Linked DNA regions of Mus musculus: region 2 is linked to region 1. A link is a contact called in public Hi-C data. All regions are on one chromosome and are shown on one strand. Each heading gives the region's core, a stretch centred on a gene start, on an enhancer-like site or on the middle of the called end of the contact. The rest is flanking DNA. Distances are from core to core; before and after follow the strand shown. Region 1 holds the start of Rpp40 (ribonuclease P 40 subunit). Region 2 holds the start of Smim13 (small integral membrane protein 13).

Region 1 (6,840 bases), core at 2,175-4,674:
TTATTTTGTTGGTTTAGGTAGGTTTTTTAAGACAGGATTTCTCTGCATAGCCCTGTCTGTCTTGAAACTCGATCTATGTAAACTAGGCTGGCCTCAAACTCAGAGATCCACCTGCCTCTGTTCTCCAGAGACCTTTACTACCTGGCTTTCCTCAATGATTAAGTTAATTTGATGAAATTAATTTTTTGATGTGGAGTCTTATGTAGGTCTTGCTGATTTCAAGTTGCTACATAGCCAAGGGTGATCTTGAACCCCTGATCCTCCTGCCCTTACCTTCCAATTGCTGGGATCAGAGGCATTTGCCACCATGCCTGGCTTATGTGCTTCTGGGGGCAGAACCCAGGGATCTGTATATGCTACACAAGAAGTTTGCCAACTGAACAATATCACTGGCTTCAGCACTGATTGTAAAAGACAACTGTGCTGCATATAGCAAGCTTGGCTGGCAGTTATTTATTCTCAGGTCTTGTTATATATTGTTCCATGCCTTCTTGGCTTTTAGGGTTGAAACTGAAAGATATGTTATTCTTCTGTGTTCCCTTTTGTAGCTGAGTTAGTGTTTTTTTTTTTCTCTTATAGCTTTGAATATTATTTCTTTGCCTTATATTTTTTACATCCTCATTATGTCATGGTAAGGGTCTAGCCTTGTCTACTTGAGGTTGTAAATGTCTCTTGTGTTTGGATGTCCATTTCTTTCTCTAAATCGGGGTTTTTTTTCCTGCTATAATTTCATTGAATAGATTCTCTATGCCTTTAGTTTTGATCTCAGCTCCTTTCTGTCTCATAGATTCTTAACTTTGGTCTCTTGATCATTACTCAGAGTTCTTGAATATTATGGTCCTTTTCAATATTTTCTTTATTGATAATTGGATGTATTATTTCCTCAACCTCGTCATACCCTTTGCTCTGCTTAATCAGGTCTATGGGTTAAACTTTACACTTTGATTCTTTACTTTTTTCATTTCCACAATTTCTATTTGTGTAATTTTTTTTTTGTCAAAATGTCAGTGTCTTTGAATAACCATTCTTCAGCCATAGAGTCTAAGAACTCTGAAGCTGCAACCGATGACCCGATGTCCACAGCTGCATCTCTCCAGCGGGTGATCAATACTTAAGAGAGATTGAAAACTACAAGACAAGCTCTCTGCTCACACACTCTGGTTTCTTTCTTCTTTTCCAACCCTCAGCTAGAACATTAGCACCATGGGAAATATGATCTGGGGAATCTCAGGAGAATGAGAGAACTTGAAGCAGAGACTGAAAAGCTAAGTGTGGTCAGCAGAGGCCCCTGATGAACATGGTGAAGTTAATAATGACAAGACAGCTATGGAGGACACATAACACTTGCTCAATACAGGCTCAAGACAAGAGTCTGCAAGTTCAATGATACCCTCTCCCAGCCTATGCCGAGTACCCCGGAAGAGGCTGCTTCAACATCTCATTGCTTTCCTTTCTCCCTTTCTTTCTACCCTTCTTCCCTTTTTCTTCTTAGCACACTCTTACTGCTTCCCCTTTGTTGCATTCCCTAAACACATTTTATTTCCTCGCATACATTTTCATACATTTCACACCTCATACAGATGTTTATCTTACATTATTTACATTCTCTATTATTCAGCACTTTTACTCTTTTCCCTTTTTAAAAAAATGGATGTTTTTATCTTTTACTTCTCTTATATTTATATAATTCATTATTTAAGATTTTCTATTATTGAGATTTCCCCCTTCTTTTAGTTTTTTTCCCCCCACTAAACCCTTTCTCTTTTCATGTCTCCATCCATGGCACACTTTCTCATCCCGCTTCTTTCTTTCATTTAGGCTTGCTTTCGTTTTCTTGCTATTTTCCCATTTACCCTACATAATCATTACATTCCTAGCATATTCTACATTAGTATTGTAAATTTCTGTTTCATGGTTATTAGTAATATATTGCTGAACCTCAGTAACTTTGGGTGTATTTCTATATCTTCCATTTTGTTACTGTCTCAGCAATGTGTTGTCTCCTTTATGAGTAACACCGGGGAATGAGTCTCGGAGAGTAGGGTGCTCAGTAAGAACAACAGCGAAAAACATCTCCAAATCAACACAGGTCAACACCACACACAGAAACAAAAGCATGAATGAAAAACACAGCAACAGGAGTCCTCCAAAAACAAAATCAATTATCCCAGAGTGGTGGTTCACATCTTAAATCCCAGCACTCAGGAGGCAGAGGCAGGTAGATCTCTTTGAGTTTGAGACCAGCCTGGTCTATATATTGAGTCTGAGGCCAGCCAGGATATATAATGAGACCCTGTCTCAAGACAAAATAACTTAACACCTGGATTCAATGATACTGAAATAGGTAAAATTCTGGGTGATTTCAGAAGTTTCCTAGTAAAAATACTTTAAGACCTCAAAAAAGATTGAAGCAAAAAGATTAATTCAATCTTCCCTAAGGAAGGACCTGGAAAGTCTGCTGTGCACACACGTGCACGTGCGCACGCATGTGTGTGCACACACAGAGAGTAAAATAGATGAGAAAAATCAACAATATGGCTTTTAAGAATTAGCTATGGGGGCTGGAGAAATGGATCATTGGTTAAGAGCACTGACTGCTCTTCCAGAGGTCCTGAGTTCAATTCCTAGCAACCACATGGTGGCTCACAACCATCCATAATAGAATCCAATGCCCTCTTCTGGTGTGTCTGAAGATAGCAACAGTGTACATGGAAGTACAATTCAGCAAAGAAACTGAGATTTGGAGTAAAATCACAAAATAGTAATGTTGGAAATGAAAAAAATAAATTAAATAATTAAAAACAAAGCAAAGAAGTTCTGTTGGAAGTAAAAATGCAGAAATGTCATATTATATTCCTCTGTAATTTCCTATACTTTTTGGGAAGGATCAGTGGGAACTTAGGGGCCTGCGGGTGGGTGAGCATTAGGAACGAGACCATATGAGGAGTCAGGAAAACAGTGCTGCAAAGCAGATGTATTTCCTGACTATACTAGGCTTTTCCTCTGTCCTATCTTCCTCCTTTTTATAAGGTGTCAGGGTCCAGTCCTTCTCTGAGTCCTGTCCAGGTATATGCACTGTTCCTCCACGGAGAAACTGTGGGATAGAATGGATGTGCCAGGTTTTTTCTTTCTTTCTTTCTTTCTTTTTTAAGATGCGGATGGTTGTGAGCCAACATGTGGTTGCTGGGATTTGAACTCAGGACTTTTGGAAGAGCAGTCAATGCTCTTACCCGCTGAGCCATCTCACCAGCCCCATGCCAGGTTCTTGAGAACCTTCAGACCCAGTGCCTGCAGGAACTGACAGACAGGGAAAGAAAGAAGGGTTAGGGCGTGGTGGAGGGAGGGGTGTAGTCAGAAAGGGGCGAATGGTGGGGTGAGGGGCGGGCCGAGGGGCGGGCCGGGAGGCGGGCCAAGAGGCGGTGCTCGCCTGGACTCCTGCTTAACATGGCCACGCTGCGCAGGCTGCAAGAGGCGCCTCGGCACTTACTGGTCTGTGAGAAATCCAACTTCGGCCACGATAAGTCTCGCCATAAGCATCTCGTGGAGACGCACTATCATAATTACAGGGTGAGTCAGGTCCACCCGGCCCTCTTAGGCTGGAGAGCTTTAAGGTAGAACCACGCCGGGTTTCACCCGGCCAGACCTCCTCGGCTTGCGAGGGTGGGCGGAGATCGTCCTCGGGCATGCTGGGAACTATAGTCTCTTCAAGTTTCTTAACTGCTTTTCTTGGCGCTGTGTAGGACTACAATTCCCAGCATGCGCCAAACACAGGGCGGTGCTCGGTCCTATGAGGAACAGCAGAGTTTTTGTGAGTTTGGCGTGGTTACTGCGGTGTTCAGGATTAAATCCTCTCGGTGTTGGGTCGAGCAGGCAGTGGAGGAGTTAGGAATGTAACCTGCACGGTCGGAGTGTGACCTGTACAACATGTAGCCGAATTACACCCTAAGTTTGGGCAGATCTCTGTGGATCAGCTTGTGACTCTTTCCAAAGCATCACGCGGTTTGACAAACGAGGAACTCCAAATAAACTTACCTTACGATGATAAGGGTTTAAGCATTTTACATCTTAAATATTGGCCTGATGGATTTCTCAGATAGATTAGCTGGCGTCCTTGTCCCTCAAGGCTGGTTGTTGGGGCTTTGCGAAACGGACTTTAGATGTTCACTTGGGGATCATTTGAAATCCGCGCGGATTTTGCATCTCTTCGGTTGAAAGGCCATCCCTGCGGTCAGGGATGTATCGCTTATCTCAACTGGTCTCACCTAGGTTTGTCTAGGAAATGGAAGCTTCCAGGAGCACTTTTGCTTCTATGTAGCTTCTTACTAATTAAATGTCCCTAAATCCCAGGAGGAGTTCCTTTGATTTCATGACTCCAGAATAAGCAAATCAAGGCATGTTGAATTATATATACTCTATTTCCTTGACTATAAAGTGTGAAAGACATAACATATATTGCTTGTATGCAAAAATAAGATTCAAGTAAGACTTCCATTGCAATGTCATGCCTCACATTGAAATGCAGAAAGGAAAAACTTGAGTAGTCAGATATCTGTTTACTTGAAATTAATAGAATTGTTGCCTAGTAGGTTGATGGTGATGCACACCTTTAAACCCAGGCAGAGGTGGGTAAATCTCTGAGTGCAAGGCTAACCTGATAAACAGAGCAAGTTCCAGGACAGCCAGGGCTACATGGAGAAACCCTGTCTCAGGGGTAGGTGGTGGTGGCTGTGTGTGTGTGTGTATGTGTGTGTGTGTGTGTGTGTGTGTGTGTGTTTTACTAAGGGTTTTACTGCTGTGAACAGACACTCCAACAGTGACCAGGGCAACTCTTATAAGGACAACAAGGTGGGAGCATGGCAGCGTCCAGGCAGGCATGGTGTAGGGGGAGCTGAGAGTTCTACATCTTCATCTGAAGGACACTAGAAGAAGACTGGCTTCCAGGGAGCTAGATGAGGTCTCAAAGCCCACGCCCACAGTGACATACTTCCTCCAACAAAGTCACACCTACTCCACCAAGGCCATCCCTCCTAATAGCACTCCCTGGACCAAGCATCTTCAAACCATCACATTGCCCATGTTTGCGTGTCCCTTCTATGTCCCAGTAAAACCTGTGAAGGAGTAACTAGCACCTTTGACATTCCATTTCCAAAAGCATGGTGTTAATCTTCATAAAATATAACTTCGTTTGTTCTTCTACATTCTAATAGGTTTCATTTCTTATTCCTGAATGTGGGCTTCTATCAAAAGAGCTAAAAAGCCTGGTCATGGACATTGGACCCTATTACTCTGTGAAGAACTTACCTCTTCATGAATTAATTACACACGAGTTCATCAACACCTTTGTAAAGAAAGGTAAGAAGAAACACTGTCTCATATGAACAAGACAAGATGAAGAGCTATCGGAAGATCGCAGCAAAATATTGGGGTCCTTCCCTTGTCTTTAAAAGGGCCCATGGAAGTTAGATCATGTGATCAGCTGCGTGTATCACTTCTCCACCCGGCCATATTGTCGTTTTCTTTCCTGTGTCCTCTTTAGGTGGCAGCTAAATATCTTACCAAATTTAATTAGCCCTTGCAATAACTCAGGGAAGTAGGTGGAATCCCTTTAGATGAAGGTTAAGTAGCTTTTGAATATTAACTTTCTCAAATAGTTTCTGAATATTAACTTTGATCCTTGCATCAGTGTTTTGTCCTCTTGCCTCTTTAATGTGCACCTTTCTGCTAGGATCCCCAAGATTACAGGTTCTGTTCTGAGCCCATTCTCAACCTGTTGATAGGAAACTTGCACAAAAAGCCCCTGAATGTGGCCTGAGTCCTGGGGTGGTCTAGCTGGAGCCTTGCATGTATATGTTCCAGTGTATCTCTGGGGTGTAGTGGGTTTATTGAATGAGTTAGAGCTGTAGTAGATGCTGCCTGTTACCTACCTGGAAGATTCGTTGTCACGTGAAAACCATTCATAAACAAATGTTGTGCTACTTTAGTTACTTAATTACTTTTCTTGATTTTTCTTACAGGTTCATTCTCTGCATTAACATACAATACAAGTATTGATGAGGATAATACTGTTGCTCTCCTACCAAATGGTGACAGCATTCATTTTTTTTTCTTCCTTTCTTTATTAGAAAAGAAATAGCACTGCTTAAAAAAAAAAAAGTAGGCTAGAGAAATGGCTCAGCAGTTAAGAGCACTGACTGCTCTTCCAGAAGACCAAAGTTCAGTCCCACTTGGTAGCTTACAGCTATCTGTAACTCCAGTTTGAGTGAGTCCAGTGCCCTGTTCTGACCTCCATAGGCACCAGACACATCCATGTGCACAGACATAACATGAGGATAAAACACCCATATACATAAAAATAATAAAATAATAATTTTTTTGTTTTTGTTTTTTTTCGTGACAGGGTTTCTCTGTATAGCCCTGGCTGTCCTGGAACTCACTTTATAGACCAGGCTGGCCTAGAACTCAGAAATCCGCCTGCCTCTGCCTCCCGAGTGCTGGGATTAAAGGCTTGCGCCACCACGCCCGGCAAATAATAGTTTTTTAAAAGTCAAGTCATACAGCTCTAAACAGTAAAATGAAGCCTATCTTTGTGTTCCTTCTTAGATGGAACCATTTGATGTTTATCTTTCAAGAATTTATAAGCATACATTTTTTTGGTTTGTTTTTGTTTTTGAGACAAGGTATCTCTATGTAACCTTGGCTGTCCTAGAATTCACTCTGTAGACCAGGCTGGCCTTAAACTAAAAGATTCACCTGCCTCTGCCTCATGAGTGCTTGGATTAAAGACGTGTTTTACCAGCACCAGTAAGCATCAAATGTTTAACATTGGTTATATGACATTGT
Region 2 (6,525 bases), core at 2,388-4,887, 5.3 Mb before region 1:
CTGGGGGCGGAGCGGGGGTGGGGGTGGCACACTCCTTTAATCCTAGCATTTGGAAGGCAGAGGACAGTGGATCTCTATGAGTTTGAGGGCAACCTGGTCTACAGAGTGAGAGTTCCGGGACAGTCCAGGCTATACAGTGAGACCTTGTTTGGGGGGTGGGGGTGTGTTGGGGGGGAGGGGAATGATTGTCAGCCACTGGGGACATGAAAGTGCTTCTCAGCAGAAACCTCCATTAGAAAGGGCTATGATCACTCATTCAGTAAGATGGAAGCCACCCATGTTACCCACGGCGACAACAGGCAGCTTCAGTGACTGATATAGGCAGGACACACTTTAAGAAAAAAAGCCAATATATACAGAAGGAAACCCTCCCTAGGAAATTTGAAATTTAGAATTCACTGTGTGAAACAGCTTGTCAGCATTCTCCAGCAAGCTCCATTTTGATACCTTGGGGCCGACTTGGTGACAGATTACAATCCAGTGTCCAGTGAGCACTAAACAAAAAGCTGCCAGAATTGGGTGAGATCAGAAAACAGGAGACCTGGCCCAATGGGCAGAGACTGCAGAGCTGAACTCTCTGTGTTGGTTTAACAAAATCTGCTAAATAAGACCGGGTGTGGTAGCGCACGCCTTTAATTCCAGTCCTTTGGGAGGCAGAGGCAGGCGAATTTCTGAGTTCGAAGCCAGCCTGGTCTACAGAGTGAGTTCCAGGACAGCCAGGGCTACACAGAGAAACCCTGTCTCGAAAAAAACCAAAAAAAAAAAAAAAGTTGGTAAGAAAAAATGTGTTTATACTTTTTTTTTTTTTTTGAAAATTATCAAAGCATTAACTAGTTTCTCAAAAGAGTCAATGACCACAGAAAGGTAAGAATTATTTAAGGGCATATGCCTGAATCACTCAGCTATAGGCTGTCCTCCAGCATGTATTACAGATCCTAATTCCCAATGTGACTGTCTGGAAAGGACATAAGGTCACAAGGGCCAGGGCCCTGACCCAGTGACTGGTATCAGGTACACACTGCGGGAAGACCCTATGAAAGTACCAGGAGGTGACGGCCATCTACACGCCAAGGAGATGCCCTTAAAGCCCTTCACGCCTCCAGCACTGTGAGAGTAAATAGCTGAGGGAGAAGCAAGGCAGTCTGGGATTCTGCAATGGAGCCCCCAGCAAACTAACACGGCACCCCAGGTCCCAGGTCAGGTCTGCCCCTTCCCCCTCCTCTTCAACCTTCAGCCACCTTCTAGTCAGAACAAAAGGGCTGCCCTACCCTGTCATTAGTTTCCCAACAAGGAACAGTATTTGGACTACGTGATAAAGCTGTTAGTTTTAAAGGTATCAGACCTTGCCTCTCGCTCAGGTTTCCTGAAGCTAATGACACTTAGAAAAACTAGCAAAACTAAGCAGCCCGCCGGCCAGTGAAAGGTAAGAAAGCAACCAGGGACTTAAAATGTCTCAGAGCAAGTTTGATAAGTGTTGTGTCCAAGATGTAGTATGGCTTGTATGTCACACTCTCACACTCTCATTCCGAGTAGAAAGGGTGACACACGCCTTTACCCCTGTGTCCAACTAACGCTCAAGGGTTTGTTTATTCTTATTTCAAGGCCCTTGAGCTGGGGGCGTGGATTGCCTAGCCTGCAGGAAGCTTGAAGTTCCATCCTAGCATTGAATAAACTGGGTGTAGCCCTCTATGGATCAGCAACTCAAGATCCTCCGCCTCCTCCATACAGCAAGTTCAATGCCAACCTGGTGGGGCTCCCACCTCAAAAAAAAAAATGCAAACAACAATTAATGATATCACCCTTTTCACACATTAGAAACTGGGGAGATGTTATTTCATTTTTTTATGTCATGAAAAAAAAAAGAGAAAAAATTGGCCATCGTATTTCAGGGTTTCTCTGTATAACCCTGGCTGTCCTGGAACTCACTCTGTAGACCAGGCTGGCCTTGAACTCAGAAATCCTCCTGCCTTTGCCTCCCAAGTGCTGGGATTAAAGGCGTGCGCCACCACAGCTGGGCAAAACTGGCCATCTTTAATCCTAGGGTTTGGAAGGCTGAGGCAGTTGGACCTCCATGAGTTCAAGAACAGCCTGGTCTACATGGTGAACTCCAGGCCAGCCAAGGCTACGTAGTGAGACCCCGATTTTAAAAAGGATTCTTTAGATCTAGAACCACTAGAATTAGCCAAAAATGTTAGAGTTGGGACTAGCTCTGTATGTAGTTCAACATGTGCTGAGCATATGTGAAGCCTTCGGTTCAGTCAGCATTACTGACAAAATTTAAATACACATATAGGTGTCTAAATATGTAAGTGCATATCTTTCCAAATATAGCTACTGGACTGAGCATTAACTATGTAAGAATAAGCTTTACAGTATTTATAAAATTTTAACCCAATACTCCATCACTTCAAACCCATACTTGGTCTTCTAAATACCAGTGCTTACTGTCATTTATTTGAAATACTCTCCAAACTCTCACAATTGTTCAGTCTCCTGGCTGAGACCTGTGGTTATCAGCTATGTGCATAACGAATTAAGAGGGATGGAAAACACGCCATGAGAACAGTTTAACGTTCCTTCCCTCCTGGGAAGAGAAGTACACAGCAGCAGACCAAACAGCCCCAGGACAGCAGAACCAAGATAAGGTTCCCTGACCCTGGAAGTTTATTACCGCCAGTGGTGTTTTTTTTTTTTTTTTTTTTTTTTTTTTTTTTTTTTGGCTCTGCCCATTATCAAGTAGGCTGGGAATTTGGTTAAAGCCTGAACTTGGAAGTAAACAAACAGCTTCACGTGCGCTGGAAACCCAAAAGGTGATGAAATCTCTCACTAGGTTCAGAACATCCAAATAAAAAGATGAAACCGATCACTGCTCCTTCGAATACAGGCCACGGTGAAAGATCTGGGTAGGCTGTGGCATTATGGCAACCAAGGACAAACCTGCCGGGGAAGCAGAAACGTGCTTCTACCTCGAGTCAGGATGCCAGACCTGAAGGTTCGCTGAGCCTGAAGGTTCGTGATGCCCGGGCGACCTGCCCTGAGCAAGAGGCATGACTCCTCTAAACTCGGTCTTGGGAGCCCGGTGGCCACCGAGACCACCGAGGTGATCACCGTGGACACTTGTCCACGCGAGCTTTCCCGACCGCCCCCGGCGTTACCCCCCACTCACCGCACACCATCAGCAACAGGACGATCAGCAGCGTGGCCACGAACACCAGCAGGGTCAGCCCCACGTTGTGCCACATTTTGAGAGCTGGGGGGTGGGCGCGGGCTCAGCGGCGGGCGGCAGAGCGGCGGGGCGGCATGGACCGCGGGTGCCCGAGGGCAGCGCCCCCAGGGGGCGGAACTTGGCGGTGCGGGGGCGGGCCGCGACGGGACCGGCCCTCAGACCTGCCCCCGGCCGGGGCGACCGAGTCGCTGGTGGAGCGGGCCTTGGGACGCCACTACCGCCTCCTCATCGCTCCGGGGAGCCGGAGCCACGGCGAGCGGAGAGGCCGGCGACGGACGGACGCGCTGCCATGGCGGACGTCGAGGCGGGGAAAGAGTGATCTGGAGGTGGCGCGGCGAACGCCAGGCCCTGGCTGCAGCTCACTCGAGGTCCCCCTCCTCCCTCGGAGACGCCAGATGTCAACCACTCCCCGAGGCCGCTGCAGCTGCTCCTCCGCTCCCCGCCCCCTCCCCCGCGGTAGCTCATCACCAAGCACCCACTCCGCAGCGACTCAGCCGCTGCGCGAGGCCTGCTGGGTAATGTAGTGCAAAGATCGGCGAGAGCTCCAGGTCTCCGCCCAGCAACGAACTACCACTCCCAGGAGTCAACGCTGCTCCGGCTTCTCCTTGCTCTCCTTTCCCGTCCCCTGTGCCTTTGGTGTTCTTGAGCCGCCACCTCCAACTTAGAGACTGCTGATTCTTGTTCTCAAGACTGTGCGTCGGACTGTCTCCCTGCCGAGGTGCCAGTTACATTTCAGCCGTTAATTCAAATACAAAATTGGTTTTAGTGAGCAAAAGGGAAAAGAGGATGGCTGTTGCCTGAAAAACAGGTTGTACTTGAACCCAACCTATTGCTCCCGGCAAAGGTTAGTTACTTGTGAGGAAATAAGTCCCCTGACGTCAGAATCTGGAAAGCCTTCCCCCTCCCCCAGCAACAGATGTTGTGTTGTGTTTTCACAGATAGTACGCTTCAGAAGTAACTGGTGAGTGACTTAGAGACATCTGTGCTCTTAATTCACCTACCTGTTTAGCAAGTTTCGTTCTGTTGTCTCCTTTAATTCAAGCAACATCTGGCCAACAGCCAAAGGTTTTGCCACATTTGCTTGAACTAACTTCTGAAAAACAAGGTATTTATCTCAAGTCCTTTTTTTCTATTTGAAATTAAAACTCCCAGTTCTGCCACATCTGTTAACGCAAGAGGTGATCAGCCCTTTCCTCCCTGAGAAATCAAGGCTTTCGCCTTCCACTGCAACTCTGTGCTAGCCATTCCCAGATGCCCTACTGTGTAAACTGCTTTCCAGCTAAGACGCAGCATAAAAATACATCAAGGCATTACTGGCTTTGCGCAAGATTTAATATACAGTTCCTGTGGAGAGAGTTGAGCTCGATGCAATAAATTTAGAAATCAACTTATTCATTTTTAGCAGATGATCCAACTCACTTGCATAACGGAGCACGTTTGATTTACAATCTGGTTGAAAGGAATACATTTGAATAGATCTAGTTCAAAAGAAATCAGGAAGAATCCAGACCTTTTTACCTTCTCTTTCATTCACATACAACAAACACTTCTGTGTGCTCTGGACTTCTTTGAGGTGCCAAGGATAAAGCCATGGCAGGGGCTGGTGAGATGGCACTGACTGCCCTTTCCGAAGGTCCTGAGTTCAAATCCTAGCAACCACATGATGGCTCATGACCATCCGTAATGAGATCCGATGTCCTCTTCTGTCAGAAGACAGCTAGAGTGTACTTATGTATAATAATAAATAAATCTTTAAAAAAAAGTCATGGCAATACAGACAATAACATAAATAGGGGTGTGCAAGGATTGCAAATCCCCAATGAAAATAAGTAAAGCACTGTGGCGAACATGGGGGTGTTGAGATTGTAGTCATCGAGAAAGAACTTCCTGAGGAAGTAACATCTGATCTGAGTCCTGAGTGAAAAATCCAACCATGGAAAGACCTACAGGAAGAGCGTCTACATAGGAAGAGCGGTGTGTGCAGCCCCCAAGAGCCAGATAAACTTGACCTCCCTTCCAACCCCTCAAGTCTGATGTGCATTTGACTCACCAAAAGGAACTCAAACTACAAATGCCCATCTCTTATCCCCACAGAGTGAATGCCAGTCTTCAGGGCAAGGAGCAGGCAAAGTAGATTTTTGTAAAGCTCCCAAGTGGATTATAATGTATCCTCCAAAACTGTGGCTCGCAAAGAATAATCTCAGATGTGCAGGATGCTCTGGGCACGTGTCAGAACTACCCTGGAACTATTGAATCAAGGTTTGGATGAGAGCAGTCGTCTCTGGCTTGGTGAAAAGTGGGAAGATGTAGGACACATTAAATCATTAGGATTAGTGTGGATGGACGAGAGGTAAAGAGTGAAGGAAACAGAAATCTAAACTGACTTGAAAAGGCTGGATCTGTGCCGCCATAATTAGCAGCACTTAGAAGGAGGGTCAGAAGTTCAAGGCCAGCCCTGTCTACACGGTGAAGTCAAGACTAGCTTAGACTGTGTACTGCCTAGTTTTGTGTCAACTTGACACAACCTGGAGTTATCACAGAGAAAGGAGCTTCAATTGAGGAAATGCCTCCATGAGATACAACTGTAAGGCATTTTCTCAATTAGTGATCAAGGGGGAAGGGCCCCTTGTGGGTGGTGCCATCCCTGGGCTGGTAGTCTTGGGTTCTATAAGAGAGCAGGCTGAGCAAGCCAGGGGAAGCAAGCCGGTAAGAAACATCCTTCCATGGCCTCTGCATCAGCTCCTGCTTCCTGGCATGCTTGAGTTCCAGTCCTGACTTCCTTTGGTGATCAACAGCAATGTAGAAAGTGTAAGCTGAATAAACCCTTTCCTCCCCACTGCTTCTTGGTCATGATGTTTGTGCAGGAATAGAAACCCTGACTAAGACAGACTGTATGACACCATATCTCAGAGAGAGAGAGAGAGAGAGAGAAGGAGGAGGAGGAGAGGAAAGGAAGGAAGGAAGACTCGTGGAGAAAAGGGAATCCTTACACACTAATGAAAATGTAAATTTGTACAGTGATTATGGGAAAACCACATGCAGGCTCCTCAAAATACTAAGATTAGACATACCACATGACCCAGTAATTTTATTGCTGGGTATATATCCAAAGGAAATGAATCAATATGCTGAAGAGACATCTGTGCCACCAGCTTCATTACAGCAATAGTTGACAGTAGCCAAGATGGAGAACCAAACTAACAGAGTGAGTAAAGAAATGGTGGCTGAATGGAACACAGTGCATCCTACTTGCAATAAAGAACAAAATCAAATCGTTTGCAAAAACAGAGGTGAACTTA

Evidence for each region. A called contact is a pair of places that touch in the nucleus more often than the background predicts.
Region 2: a contact with region 1 is called in a Hi-C map of regulatory T cells, with 17 times the contacts expected there. The contact joins the promoter of Smim13 here to the promoter of Rpp40 in region 1. A contact is called at or near these places in 1 of 39 promoter capture datasets (pre-B cells), 6 of 484 Hi-C or Micro-C datasets (CD4 T cells, CD8 T cells, memory CD8 T cells and 2 more) and 2 of 9 other capture datasets (adipose tissue and liver).

The regions. Positions count from the first base shown.
Region 1 is chr13:35,902,931-35,909,770 of GRCm38.p6, reverse strand. It overlaps Rpp40 (ribonuclease P 40 subunit), which reads left to right and starts at 3,424. Exons shown (of 8, transcript NM_145938.4): 1 at 3,424-3,567; 2 at 5,208-5,352; 3 at 6,015-6,083. The coding sequence starts at 3,445.
Region 2 is chr13:41,246,956-41,253,480 of GRCm38.p6, reverse strand. It overlaps Smim13 (small integral membrane protein 13), which reads right to left and starts at 3,637. Exons shown (of 2, transcript NM_001135577.2): 1 at 3,167-3,637. The coding sequence starts at 3,242.